Linked DNA regions of Sus scrofa: region 1 is linked to region 2. The links are chromatin contacts, called in public Hi-C maps. All regions are on one chromosome and are shown on one strand. The core of a region is the stretch at or near the end of the contact, and the rest is flanking DNA. Distances in the headings are between cores, read along the strand shown.

Evidence for each region. Hi-C and Micro-C count contacts between places; a contact is called where the count stands out from the background.
Region 1: a contact with region 2 is called in a Hi-C map of heart right ventricle, with 2.0 times the contacts expected there. The contact joins the enhancer-like site here to the promoter of SUDS3 in region 2. A contact is called at or near these places in 2 of 5 promoter capture datasets (fetal liver and fetal skeletal muscle), 2 of 47 Hi-C or Micro-C datasets (heart right ventricle and skeletal muscle) and 1 of 2 datasets of contacts at active chromatin or transcription factors (alveolar macrophages).

Annotation. Positions count from the first base shown.
Region 1 is chr14:34,468,651-34,475,720 of Sscrofa11.1, reverse strand. It overlaps TAOK3 (serine/threonine-protein kinase TAO3), which reads right to left. Exons shown (of 21, transcript XM_001924400.7): 14 at 1,916-2,050. Among named protein-coding and RNA genes, the nearest start is that of PEBP1, 58 kb to the left of the region's middle. Within about 2 kb of position 2,605, at least 38 of the 83 cell types and tissues checked have an H3K27ac peak or open chromatin away from gene starts, as enhancers often do. A contact at or near this core is called in alveolar macrophages, fetal skeletal muscle and skeletal muscle, where this site is marked.
Region 2 is chr14:34,315,553-34,322,907 of Sscrofa11.1, reverse strand. It overlaps SUDS3 (SDS3 homolog, SIN3A corepressor complex component), which reads left to right and starts at 5,832. Exons shown (of 12, transcript NM_001243408.1): 1 at 5,832-6,122. The coding sequence starts at 5,987. TAOK3 (serine/threonine-protein kinase TAO3) reads right to left here and starts at 892. Exons shown (of 21, transcript XM_001924400.7): 1 at 578-892.

The sequences.
Region 1 (7,070 bases), core at 1,356-3,855, 160 kb before region 2:
GAGGACTTTGCCCATAGCCCTGAGCTAGCCTAGTAGGGAGGCGGCTTTCATCATCCACAGAGAGTGAGACTGTGATGGCTGATATGCACACAGAGTAGCCCAGGGTGAGTTCACAAATGCAAGCGTGAGATCATTCTAGCATGGCAGTAGTGATCTCCCTGGGCGGCAGGAGAGGTCATGAATATATGATGTGGGAATGAGGGTGTGGCAAGTGAGAAAAGAAGAGAACCTGTCCCAGAGGGGGGAAAACCCACTTGGTACAATGTCTGCTTCACTCTCAAAACCTGCTTATGGTGCTCTGATTCTCAGTGGTTGTTCCTTCTTCCTCTCATCTCAACATGCACAGGTCTGGATAAAGGTACAAGTCTCACAAGAGTCAGGGGTAAGTAGTCATATTCTGAACATACCATATTTCTTCTTTGGTAGGATATCATGGTATGAAGATATTTATTATTCAGTAATTTCAAGATGTTTTATTTAGATCAAAAGCATGTTTTGTAGGTGCTTAACAATCATTAGCAAATACATAGTGGACATCTTAAGATCTCCATTACACAGAACGGCATGCATTTAAAATGAAAAATTGCCCATTGAAGAGAATACAAGAAACTTCTATACAAAGGAACTTAAAGCAGGCTTATTTAAAAACAGTCTAAATTAAATTGCTTGCTTTTAAGCAGCAGCAGGTATAGCAAAATGCAGGTGCTTTAATTTCCATTTTCCTTATATTTGGGTTTTTAAAAATTAGAATCCATTATCAATCCCAAAGATAATTGAAGTTTTTAAAACACTTGAGAAATAAAAGTGGAAATCAGATTTCAAAAATAAGACAAGAAAATAAGCATTTCTGGGTCGGCCTTGGATGATGTCATCACAGGTTCTAAATGTAATAGCCAGGCAGTGTACACTAACTCTTCCTGCCCATGTGACCTCTAACATCAATTTGGGCAAAACAACTAATATTTCAATAATTTTTTGGCTGAGAAGTGAGATTCAGAAGCAAAAGATTAAAGAGAGTTTAGAGTGCCAAGGATGAAACGATGTGTGTGTGAGTGTGTGTGTGTGTGTGTGTGTGTGAGAGTGCGCACGCGCACGCGTGGGGGCCAAGGGGAGGAGGCATGAAAACTAACTCTTCCAGCACACACCCCTTTTGCTACTACAAGGGCATCCAGCAATCACATTTGCAATAGTAAAAATGCTGAAAGATCCTACAGTATCTTTTCTTCACAACCATCCCTGCCCTCTCCTACAAAGCCCTTCCTGCTTTACTGGTGCCAGGAAATTCTTTAGGGGTTAAATGGGGAAGTGCAGCCACTACCATTGTTGCAATAAATAAATGAATGAACCAGAACGAACCAGCAATCCATCCCCGGGAAACAAGTTCCTTATTTCCCACAATTATATTCATTAGCTAACAACCATTTATTTTAAAAAATTGTATTTTATCTTTTGATGTGTGTGTACACATTACAGACACACATGTATCTAAACAAAAAAAGAAGCACAGTGCCCTGCATATACATACATCAAATAGCTTTAAAATATTTTTTAGCACTATTATTTCAATGAAAAGACAAATAGCTTTTACTAAATTGGATAGATTAGCAACTTAATCTCAAAGGCCTTTTATTTTGCACATACAGCATATAAATACACACACACACACACACACACACACACACACACACACACAAAGGGTTTTTTTTCCATGCCATAGACAATGCTAAAATATCTGAGATCAGGTTGCTATGCCAACAGATTTTTTCTAAAATGAATAAAATTATTAGGGGGGAGAAAACATTCTTGACTCCTTTCCTCCCATCCATGAAGCCGAGAGAGGCTCAGGGAGGGCGAGAGGCTGCCAGATGGGGAGGAGGGGAAGGAAGGGAAGGTGGGTAGAGGGGTGTTTGCTTACCAAAGATGCTGATTTGATCGTGGCAAAGCGCTCTCTGTTCCGGTAGTGGAGGGCCTGGCTCTGAACTGACTGGGTAGGCCGCGGCTCAGGCCTGGGATCGCCGTGGCCCGCCTCATCCCTTATGAATACATGATCCTGCAGAAATGGATAAAAACAAGGAGAAAGTCCAGCTGTGCTCTTTCCTCGCCGGCTGCCTCTCTCTCACCCCTCTTTCTGCACAAGCACTGCTGTTTGAAATGCATAGTTTAGCTCTCTGCTAGTCCCCGCAGCTCCCACGGTACAAAATGAATAAGCAACACATTGCAGCCTTCAGTTAGGAATGTCAGCTGATCGCTAGTGGGATGCCTTCTGAATCCCTGGCAGGCTTTTTCTTTACCTCCAGAATTACATATATGCAAAAGAAAAAAAGAATAGAAAAAACAAGGCAATGTACAGACTCCTTAGAACAGTTTGCTTAAAACGCTGTAACCAAATAATTCCTTTAAAAATGTCACGTCCATGTCTAGCAAGGAGGATGCTGGTGGCTTTTAACATAAAAGCGAGCCTCCGCCTCATTCCCTTGAAAGATCTGCTTTCTCAATTTAATTTTATTTGAGATCTGTTCGGTAGGATCATCGTTCTGCCTAGAACCAGTGTAGGCTTGTGCTGAACTGCCTCTCTATCTTGTGCTGGGAAGATTCGGCAGTCACTGAGGGATCCTGCTTTCCAGTCATGATCGTACACAGTTCTAGCACCTTCTCTCTACAGCTTCTGAAAGGATTTTTTTTTAGATTTAAAGAGACAGGCATGCAATTTTAACCAAATGATACTTTCACAAATTCTTCCCCAACTCAGTGTCGGTATGGTCACCAGAGTGAGTAAAGCTGGAATTTAATGTCCTTGACTGATTTAATCAAGTCTGTTCTTCTTGACAGGCAAAGATGATTAATCTTATTGTAACGCCCAGTGAAAAATAACATTCCCTGGAAGGATGATAATGGATGTTTCTTAAATGCAATTGAAATGACTTTTAAAGGGGAAAATGCTTTCAAAGGGCGATGCTTTGCTCTATAAAAGATGGAGTGGTCAGTAGTCAGTAAGTAGCTTTAACCCTTCAGAAAAAAAGGTACTAAAATAATTAATAGCTCAGAAACCATGTACAACCATGGGGGATTTTCAAATAGTACATGTTTAGGACGGGGAAGGAGAAATTAATTCTCTTATTGCCCTAGGGTTTTAGGGAAAACCATTGTGAGAAGTCAGTTTTGCATTTTGTTTATGACTACTTGAAATTTTTAATAATTGCTCAAAATTAAAGAAGTTTAAAAAAATACAAAATTTTATTATATGGTCTAAAATATTGAAAAGTCAAAACACATATACCCACTGAGGAAAATTAAATTTTACATCCAAGTTTTTATGTAAAAGCCAAGAGCCATGATTAAATTCATCACTGGGCTGATTTTCTTTTTCCGTTGATAAAATTAGAATGCTTTAGAATGTTGGGAAGATAAATCTATATTTAGAGATATTCTTTTTCCAATTTTCTGTATTGTGGTCTAGTTTGCTTTCAAATAATGAAGGGACATTTAATGCCATTGAAGGCATATACATAAAATTCAAAAGATGTCCAATAAAATAGCATTTATCTACCTATAAGATAAATAGATATCCAATAAGATAGCATTTAGCCACATGGATGTTTTAATTGAAAAAAATGTAAAATCCAGGATAGTTCTAGTCCTGGCGTAGCAGAAATGAATCCGACTAGGAACCATGAGGTTGTGGGTTCGATGCCTGGCCTCACTCAGTGGGTTAAGGATCCGGCGTTGCCGTTTAGGCCGCAGACACGGTTTGGATCTGGCATTGCTGTGGCTGTGCTCCAATTAGACCCCTAGTCTGGGAACCTCCGTGTGACGTGGGTGCGGCCCTAAAAAAGACAAAAAAAGAAAAAAATGTAAAATTCAGTTTTTAAGTCACAGCAGCTATGTTTCAAGCTAGCCAATAATTGCAGCTACCATAATGAACAGTACAGATACAGATCATTTCCATCACTGAAGAAAGTTGTAAAAATTCATTTCAAACCATATTTTTGAAATTTATTAAAAAAAATTAATACATCAATTTAAAATTTTCTACATTATTTCTTGGGAAATCTAAACTTCTATTTCACTGGGCAAAGAGAGATTCAGCGTGGGACTTGATTTATGCACCTAAGTTTAAGGTTCTAGGGAGGAAGGCCCTGGGATCTACCACCCTTCATTTTGCTGGATTTTTATTAATAAATTACATTATCTCCAAAGTTTATCTTACTTAATATTACAATCCCAGAAAAGCAAGAAGTTTCTAAATGCCAGGGATCAGATGAGACAGACTAGGTAGAGACCTGTGGTTTTACAGGTCAGAGTTTGGGTGAGTATTAGTTAGCTAATGTTAATTGCACTTATTGAAGGGGAGCTTGTGAATGGTGCAGTAGCAGGTAGGTTTCAAACTGTGATAACTTGATTTACGAAGTTAACTAGGGACACTAGAACCCACTCTACTCATGTAACAAAATAAAATGAAACACATTCATGTATGAATATGTATAATTTTAATATTAGTTTTTCTCTCAGATAAAAATTAACACTTGTAGGTTACCCTGTTTATCAAATTAAAAGTCACATTATATTTGCAGAGTTTTTTAACTCAAGGATATTGGAATACACTGGAAAATTAAAACATGAAATCATAGTGATTTCAGTTGACACATACCTAATTAAATAACCCACTAAGTTATATTTTAAAAATAATGCTATTTTAAAAGTTAGTCTGAAGAACAGGCCCAAAATTTTAATCTACTTTAATAAATAATGCTAACCATATAATCCTTTGCTTCTCCCTAATTTAAAAAAAAATTTAGCAGTTCCCATCGTGGTGCAGCAGAAACAAATCTGACTAGGAACCATGAGGTTGCGGGTTCGATCCCTGGCCTTGCTCAGTGGGTTAAGGATCTGGCGTTGCCATGAGCTGTGGTGTAGGTTGCAGAATCAGCTTAGATCCTGAGTTGATGTGGCTGTGGTGTAGGCTGGCAGCTGTAGCTCCAATTAGACCCCTAGCCAGGGAACCTTCAAAAGCCGCAGGTGCAGCCCTAAAAAGCAAAAAAATTAAAATAAATAAGTAAATAAATAAATAAAAATTTATAAAAGAATTCTTAGTTTTCATAGCAGCTTCATAACAGAGATCACCAACATTAAAAGTCTCCAAATAGTATACAAAAGACCACAAGATGAGGCAATATTTTAGTCTAAGTGGATATCCACTTCAAGTGCATAGGGAAATAAATTTTAAAATGTTTGACAACCATTGCTTAAAACAAGTTAAAAACTCTATAGACAAGTTAAATAATGGAAGCAATATCACAGTGAGAGGAATGTGACCTGAGAAGTAAGAACAAATTAAACTATCAGCTTTCCTGGGCATATTGCCTGTTGGTTATATTGCCCCTTGGAGTAACAGTCCCTTTGAAAATGACTATACCTGGTGCCCAGAGTTTCTGAACGGAACACATTTTAAGATTAATATTGGAAAGGGTCAATTTGCTATTTTACACAGTTAAGCACCACAACGTATAATTTACAAACAATGATAAGAGGGTCAACATTGGTGGAGTTCCTGTCGTGGCTCAGTGGTTAACGAATCTGACTAGGAACCATGAGGTTTCGGGTTTGATCCCTGGCCTTGCTCAGTGGGTTAAGGATCCAGCGTTGGTGTTGTGTAAACTGGTGTAGGTTGCAGACGCAGTTCGGATCCCACAGGGCTGTGGCTGGCAGCTGTAGCTCAGATTTGACCCTAGTCTGGGAAACTCCACATGCCACTGGTGTGGTCCTAAAAAGCAAAAAAAAAAAGAGCATCAACATCTTTTTTGATGTTGAAGAATGATTTTAGAAGTTTAAGAACAAACATCATGTTCTACTTTACCAAGACAAAATATATGAGTTGTTTATAATTTATCCTTAAAACATCATCATCCATGAACAAACAAAATAGCTCTTTGAAATACCAATATGGATTAGGGTATACCAACATCTGTTTTAAGTAAATTTATGTTAATCTGGTAAATTTACAATGTCCTTTCACTGCTAAAAAAAAAAACCTTCAGATTAAAAACTTTACTATTATACCCTGGACAAAGGATTTTACTTTTATTTAGAAGTTTTCCCTTAAATATCTATTTATGCTTCTGAAATGAGGATTCATGGTGTGGTCACCCATTTAGAGTTTCTAGATTAACTTGAAATTAATCTTGGAAACAACTCCACTGGATTATACTGTTACATTTTTGGTATACTTTTATTAATTTCCTTATCATGTTTGCACTTGTCTGTGCATAAGACTGTGAGCTTTTTGAAGGCAGAGTAAATGTGGTTTGAAAAATCTCAGTCTTCCTAGTACCTCACACAGTGCTTGATACTTTGTGGGCATTCTCTAAGTGTTTGCTGAATAAATAAGTTCAAGAATATAGGTCTGAGGAGATTTTGAGAAAATGACTTTCTCTTTTTCATTATTTAACAGAATTCAAATTGTATTTCATAAAAACTTTCCATCCTGTACTCTAACAAAGTTGTAAAACTCATAACATGTAACATAAGCATACCTTTACGTGCAGGGAGGGAAGAAATCTAAAAATGGCTGTTTTTCTGGTGACAAGAAGCCTTTTTATAGATTCCTGTACTTCTCATGCTATGGAGAAGAGATCAGCAAACCCACCACCTCTTTCATTTTGTTCATTTCAAATGATTAAATTATTGCCTAAGCAGATGCAGCTATCAAAGGTCAGAGGAAAGGGAGAAGAAGGAAAAGGATATCTTCACCTGGAAGAATAGCTTATTAGGGAGCAAAAACTGACTAGCTGAACACCGAGGATAAAGATGTTACTACAGAGGTGGTTTGTGTGATGACTCTGTTTAAGAAATATTACCTTCATATGTTAATTTAGTTTTACTTTGCCAAACATGAGTTGAAGAGTCAAAGAACCCGCCCCTCTCTTCAGCAAAAATAATAGGAAAGGCCACTGAAGCAAGTGAAAATTAAACTAGAACATCCTATCCCCTCAAGGACATTTCTTTTTTTCCTCCCATGACAATGGTGAGAGCTGTTCTTTTTTTAAAGAAGTGGGGGAAACCCCCACTAACAT
Region 2 (7,355 bases), core at 4,583-7,082:
CGACCGGGACCCAGGCCCCTATAGTCACCCACGAGGGGCTGGGCCGCGCCTCCACGGGTAGCCCCCGGGTCCCAACTCAGACCTGGGTCCCAGCCCCCTCGGGGTGCGCCTCACGTCACAGCCACTGCCCCAGTCCCTCTCGGAGTCCCCCATCACACCTGCTGCCTCAAGCCCTCTCGGGGTCCCCTTGCGGCTCAGACCCGCTGTCCTGGCCCATTTCAGGGACCCTTCCCTTGAGTCTCTCTATCCCGGTCCCTCTTGGGGTCTCCCCTCAGACGCACTGTTCCGGTCCCTCTTGAGGTCTCCCCTCAGACCCATCGTTCCATTTCCCCTCAGGGCCCCCCCTCTGGTCCGCTGTCCCGGCCTCTCTCGGGTCCCCTTCCACCACACCCGATGTCCCAAGCCCTCTCAGGGTCCTCCTCTCAGAAACGCGGGGCGGCCCCTCTCCGAGACTCCTCAGCCAGAACTGTCAAACCCGCTGCCGAAACTCCCTCACTCGGTCCCTCGCCGACCCCACTCCGCCCTGAGTTCCTTCGCCCCGGCTCACTGTCACCTCCCTGCGCCCCGGTGCTCTCACCTCAGACCTGCTGTCACCACCCCGGGGCCCGGCGTCGCCGCCGCCGCTTCCTCTCCCACACTTGTTCCCGAATCGCTCTTCTGCCGCTTGTTCCCGGGAAGATCCCCAGGTCCGGTCGGTAAGCTACGGGTCCGGCTGCGCAGAGCCTCCGCTCGCGGTTTCCGCGTCGGGTGCCACTCTTGCACGCAGGACCCCACCGCCGCCGCCGCCGCCGCCGCCGCCGCCCCTGGGCGCCACACGGACCCTCCCGCTGCAGCCGCTGCTGCTGTCCGAGGTGCGGCTCCTGCCAGGGATGGCCAATCGCACCCGACTGCGCCGAGCGCGCTCCGCCCCGCCGTCCCAAGTCCGCCCGCCCCCTGCCCCTGACCACGCCCCCAGCCAGGCTCCAATAGGCTCTCTACTGACCTTCCCTGATCGCGGGGCACAGACTTAGGGCCAGATATAGGTACTTGATTGGAGGTGCCTTGGAAGCAGAGCTGTCGATGGTGCTTGAGGATTGGCGGAGTTGAATGTGGGCGGGACCGGGAGGGGCGGGGTTTCCTCAGACGCGGAAGACCTTGCAACTTCACTCACCCACTGGCCCGCCTCGGGTGCGGTCGTCCTTGTTTGCGCTGTGTTGGGGTCAAAGTTCATGGCACTCCCCTCTGAGCCTTTATTTTTCTGGGGAGACTCCCAGAGGCCAAGGCCCCTTGGGACTCTGGGAGACCACCATGCGAGAGCCTTTAAGGCGGTCCCGATTTCCCCGTTAGACCTGGCACAGCTTTCTAAATAATTCTGCCGTAAATCGATAACAGCAATTATTCACTCAGGACTTGTGAACGTTTCCTGTATTTAACCGCTTTTATATCTTTGGCAAGGGAGTTACACTTCCTTACATTGCATTCCGCAGACATCAGTATAATGATGTTGATGGGAAAAAAAAATCTACCTCCTAGATGCATAGTATGCACAACTAGGCATTTAGCACTGTCAGGGAGCGTTTTCATAGTTACAAGACCAAAGTTAAGAAATACTCAGTTTGAGGGTTATGATAATAATTACAAGTAAGGGAGTTTCCGTCGTGGCTCAACAGTTAATGAACCCGACTAGGAACCATGAGAATTTGGGTTTGATCCCTGGCCTTGCTCAGTGGGCTAAGAATTTGGCATTGCCATGAGCTGTAGTGTAGGTTCACAGATGCGGCTAGGATCTGGCATTGCTGTGGCTGTGGTGTAGGCCAGCAACTGTAGCTCCGATTGGACCCCTAGCCCAGAAACTTTCATAGGCTGCTGGTGTGGCCCTAAAAAAAAAAAAAAAAAAAAAAACTAGGAACAGGAACTGTTTGGTAGGGGAACCCTTCAGGGAGGCTTCAGCAAACCTCTTCAACATATTTTTTCTCAGGGCCCTGTGAAATGATTTTATGATTTTTGCGGTAACTAATGGCCAAAGTATAATGAACTTTGACCTAAGTGCTACTGGTGATAACCAGAGACCCATCTTGACCCAAACTGAAACATTGTGCTTGCCAGGGGTGAAAGTGCATGTTTTAATTCAGAGCCATACTTTATATTTTTGTGAAACATATGTTGAACTAATACTGGAAACTGAAAACTGCTGCCTTCACCCCAAACCCTAAAACTTAGGGGCTTTGAGAATTTAGCATTTTGTGAAGAAATCGTTTCATTTCAGGAACACAGTTTGTTCCTAAGCCTTGTCAGATACATTCAGGACTTCACTCTTAGAAACCTCTCCATCATCAACTCTTTCTAAACTCTTGCTATCAAAATTTGTGTTCAAAATACTATTCATGTTTTCCCTAGTGTTTTAAAATCATATCCGTTCCAATTAAGATGCTTCCCCTTAAAATTTCAGTTTTTTGAGTGTTAGGGGGTGTACAGAGGGCCTGTGGAAAGGGGCTGGCAGGATTTCCTTTCAGATGAATTCAAATGTGGATGTCTCCTGAAGAGTGTGACCGAGTGCCATTATGGAAAGGGATGCAAAGAGATTTCTAGGTGGTAAAACTTGGTTTTGAGGGAACTTGGTTTTTATAGGCCTAGAGGAACACTGTCCATAATCATATTAGGTAACTATAAAAGTTGGGTGAGACTAAAGTCATGAGAGAATTTTTTTTTACTAGGTCCCCCTCTACAGAGTATTTATTAAGAGCTCATCATACCAAATGCAGTAAGGATAGAAGAAATTGGGTAAGTTTTCATAATCCAAGTGTTCAGTTCTCTCTATTCATATAGAAAAGAAGTTCATGATCATTGACAGATGTTATTTGCAATCAAGAAGACAAGTAAAGGGAGTTCTCTTTGTGGCTCAGCCAGTTAAGAAACTGACATACTGTTCCTGAGGATTTGGGCTTGATCCCTGGCCTCTCTCAGTGGATTAAGGATCTGGTGTTGCTGTAAGCTGTGTCATAGGTTGCACATGCTATTGGGATCCAGTGTGGCTGTGGCTGTGGCTGTGACATAGGCTTCAGCTGCAGCTCCAATTTGACCCTGAGGCCAGGAACTTTGATATGCTACAGGTGCGGCCTTATAAAAGGTAATAAATAAAAAAAGAAGAAAAGTAAAACATACACAAGGTAAACATGCCAGTGTCTTGAAAGGAAAGAAAACCAAATAGGAAAGATAACCCACCACCTTTTTTTATTTGTTATAACATTCTATCAGTGAACTCTTATTTCTAAAATGTTGGTGCATTTTTGGTCTCTGATTATTGCTACTGATGGAAACACTAAGTTGCTCAATATAGTTGATTACAAATAATTTAGACATGACCTAACAGCATAAAAAAGAAAATGACTTCATCCTTTGGACAAGAGACAGTTTTGAAATTCTAGTTTAAATATGGATGGTGGACCTACAGGGAGCCATGAGAATGACTCTTATTTAGAAGGAGGTTCAGAAGCTTTCTGAACTCCTGGAAAGACATTGCAACATTCCATTCTGAAAATTCTTGTGTTTTGTTGGGAGGAAGAATCCCTTATAAGCAGAACCAAGATTTTAATTATAACAAGGTAGAAAATAAGAAATATTAAAATAAATGGGATGAGTTCCCATTGTGGCTCAGTGGTTAACGAACTTAACATCCATGAGGACACAGGTTCAATCCCTGACCTTGCTCAGTGTGGGGTTAAGGATCCAGTGTTGCTGTGAGGTGTAGTGTAGGTTGCAATCTCAGCTCGGATCCTGTGTTGCAGTGGCTGTGGCGTAGGCCAGCGGCTACTACACCTCTGATTCAACCCTTAGCCTGGGAACCTCCATATACCATGGGCGTGGCCCTAAAAAGCAAATAAATAAGTAAATGTGATGAGAATAAATTTTTTCACAGTGAGAAGACTCTGTGGGGGCCAATTCAGAGGTACTTTTGGTCACAAAGCATCTGAGAGTGAGAATATTGGGTTACATCCTGGCTTTTACATCTGTGTTCAACTTTACTGCAAGTTAATTTTTTTTCCCCCTTTTTTTGGCCTCCCCAGGGCATGTGAGAGTTCCCTGGCTGGCGATCAGATCCCAGCTGCAGTTGCAACGTGTGCTGCAAGCAACACCAGAGCCTTCATCTACTATGCTGAGCTGGGGATTGAACCTGCATCCCAGCACTACAGAGATGGAGCTGATCCTGTTTTGCCACAGCAGGAATTCTTTTTTTTTTTTTTTTTTTTTTTTTTTTTTTTGTCTTTTTGCCTTTTTGCCTTTTCTAGGGCCGCTTCCTGCGGCATATGGAGGTTCCCAGGCTAGGGGTCTAATCGGAGCTGTAGCTGCCGGCCTACGCCAAAGCCACAGCAACGCGGGATCTGAGCCGCATCTGCAACCTAGACCACAGCTCATGGCAATGCTGGATCCTTAACCCACTGAGAGAGGCCAGGGATCGAACCTGCAACCTCATGGTTCCTAGTTGGATTCGTTAACCACTGCGCCATGACGGGAAATCCAGTAATTTTTTAAGATACTTTTTGTATGGAGATTTGGGCGCAGCATAGTAAGGAGTGGGGTTACTTTGGACAAACCATTAAACATCTCTGGGCCCTTCTATCGCTTTTCTTGCTACACCCAAATAGACAAGAGACATCCTTAATTTTTTCACTAAGCAAGTGTCTCCTACTCAGAGGTAATCAGATAAACTGATTCATGCAGATATTCAACGCGCTTGTTTTCTAAATTACCAGCAAGCACCTTCCTGTCTTAGCCTAATTAACTTTCTGCAGGCAAATACTCCACTTGCTCAACTGAGAGTTGAGTTAGCAAATTATTGCATTGGGGAAAGCTACCTTTTAAAAAAAATTCATATTCTAAGAAATATGAGGCAGCTGTACTGTAGAGGGCCTGGGTCTGAGAGTTAGACACAAGGTAGCCTTGTACAATACCATTTTTTGTTTTTAAGACAAGAGGTAGCTCTTTTCTCATCTGTAAAATCAGGAGAACATCGTAGTGAACCAACCTGTACAAACAGAAGGGATGCCCATTGACTGGGAAAATACTGGGTTTTGCTGACCCCAGGATGGAATACTAACATCTTTTTAAATTTTATTTTATTTTTTTTTGCTTTTTAGGGCCACACCCTCAGCATATGGTGGTTCCCAAGATAGCGGTTGAATCAGAGTTACAGCTGCTGACCTATGGCACAACTCGGGATGAAAACTGCATCTGCGGCCTACACCACAGCAATACAGGATCCTTAACCCACGGAGCGAGGCCAGGAATCGAACGCACAACTTCACGGTTCTCTAGTCGGATTCGCATTCGTTTCCGCTGCGCCCCAAGGGGAATTTAGTATCTTCTTTATTTAAGTTCTTAGTAAAGCTCCAATTAGACAGGCGAGGAGCCAGGCTCTTTTTCTTGGGTTGAGCACGCAAACTCTGTTAAGGTTTCCTGGATGGTTCATGTTGTTCACCTGTTTAAATTTGAGACCACCTCCACCTGCAAAGAGCCCTTTAGTCTCTGCTTTCCAAAGTCCCTAAAGATCACCTCTTTAGATTTGGCTCCAGGCGCCGCCTGGCGGCTATTTCCGGAAGTGGCCGCTGAGCTTCGGGGTCCTAGCCGCGGTGGGGCCTGGCCAAGGATTTGCCTAACCCCAGAGAGCCTGTCTCCGCCCCTCCCCCCACCCGTGGAGGATTTTTAAGACGGCAATGAAGGAGATGGGGCTAAGGCGAAGGGGATGTTCATCTGCCTTTCCATTCCCTCTAGGATGGCGGAATCAGGCGGTCCTCGGGCAGGTCGCGACCCGGAAGTCGCCGCTGGCGCGAGGCCCCCGTTGCCCGGAGCAGGCGCGAGGGGCGGAGTTTGGCGAAGACAGCGAAGGGGTCGCCGCGGCTCCCGCTCTACGGGTCGGCGGCTCCCTCGGGCGCTGCTGGGCAGACGTGGAGTCCGCAGGGCGGGTGACCGCGGTCCCCAGCTGGCACGCTCGACTGCGGGTAGAGTCGACATGAGTGCTGCGGGACTGCTGGCTCCAGCCCCGGCTGGAGCGCCGCCGGCTCCGGAGTACTACCCTGAGGAGGACGAAGAGCTGGAGAGCGCCGAGGACGACGAGCGCAGCTGCCGGGGCCGCGAGTCCGACGAAGGTAGGACCCAGCCCGTTGGATGGGCTACCCAGGGCCGGGGTGGGCGGCAGTGCGAGGGGGTGGGGCTGCCCGGGGGGGGCGGGGCCACCTCTGGGGCTTGGGGGCGCCTGTAGGGGCAGCTGGGAGGAGAGCGGGTCCCGGAAGTTACTGCGACAGGTCCCAGGGAAGGGGAAGCTTTGAGGACTTGTATATACAGTTTTGCCGAGAAGGGCCGTAAGGAACTGTTGTCAGAGTTGTAGGCCCCTTTAAGATTCTGCTCCTCTTCTCCCAACTGTCTCTGAACCTTAGGTCTAAACTGGTTTTAAGGACAAAGTCATTGATTGGATGAACTGAGTGTACTCTTTTTAGTTCCTGAGAGGATCAGAGTAAAGCCCAGTTTGGCTTCCTTGGTTCCCAGGGTGCACCCCCCTCCCCTCCCCGCTGCCGCCGTCCGGAAATGCCTAAGTCAGCCCTTCTTGGGTTAGTGCGGTACAGGTGGGTTCAGAGAAGGAAACCTGGAATCAGCCAGATCGAATTAGGTCTAAATTTGGCTCACTGAACCCAGCGTAGTGATATTAGACAATTTACTTAGGCTTCTGAGCTTCAGTTTCCCCAACTGCAATGGGGCTGACTTCCTGGTGCGATTATTAAATGAGATACAGGCATAGAGCACTTGACCTAGTCCTGGGTAAATACTCAGGTGTCTTCACCATTGGGGAAACCCGTACAGGGGGCAGGAGATAGAGATTTGCTTGGTGATGGCTCAGGTGGTGTTTTCAGTTCCAAACTCTTTACCTTAGTTTTACTGACTCTCAGAGCCTGGCTTTTCAAACTGGGCTTTATAGTTTGGCATGTGTGAGGAACACTTTTTGAGGAGTTGAGGAAGGAGTTGGCTGCAGTAGGAGAAAGGGGAAGAAACATAAAAGGACAAGAGAGAAGAAAGAAAGATAAAGAGAGACCAACATGTGGGTGAAATATTCTGGCACAAAATAGGCCTTGGAGCAAAAGCTTAGACCAGCTGTCTGGAATCTGGAGCATGTTTTATTCATCTCTCTTCCCCAAGTGCCAAGTACTGTGGCTGGTGCACATCAGCTCAGTGATGGCTTCTTCACTGTAGGGAGAGAAAAGGGTAGGTGGAGGATTGGATCTGCAACAGCCTTTTTAAAAAAAGGCAACTGTATGTGGAGATACAAAGTTGAAGGAATTAATTACAATGTGGTTAAACTAAGAAGACAAGGTTTTACTAGAGATTTT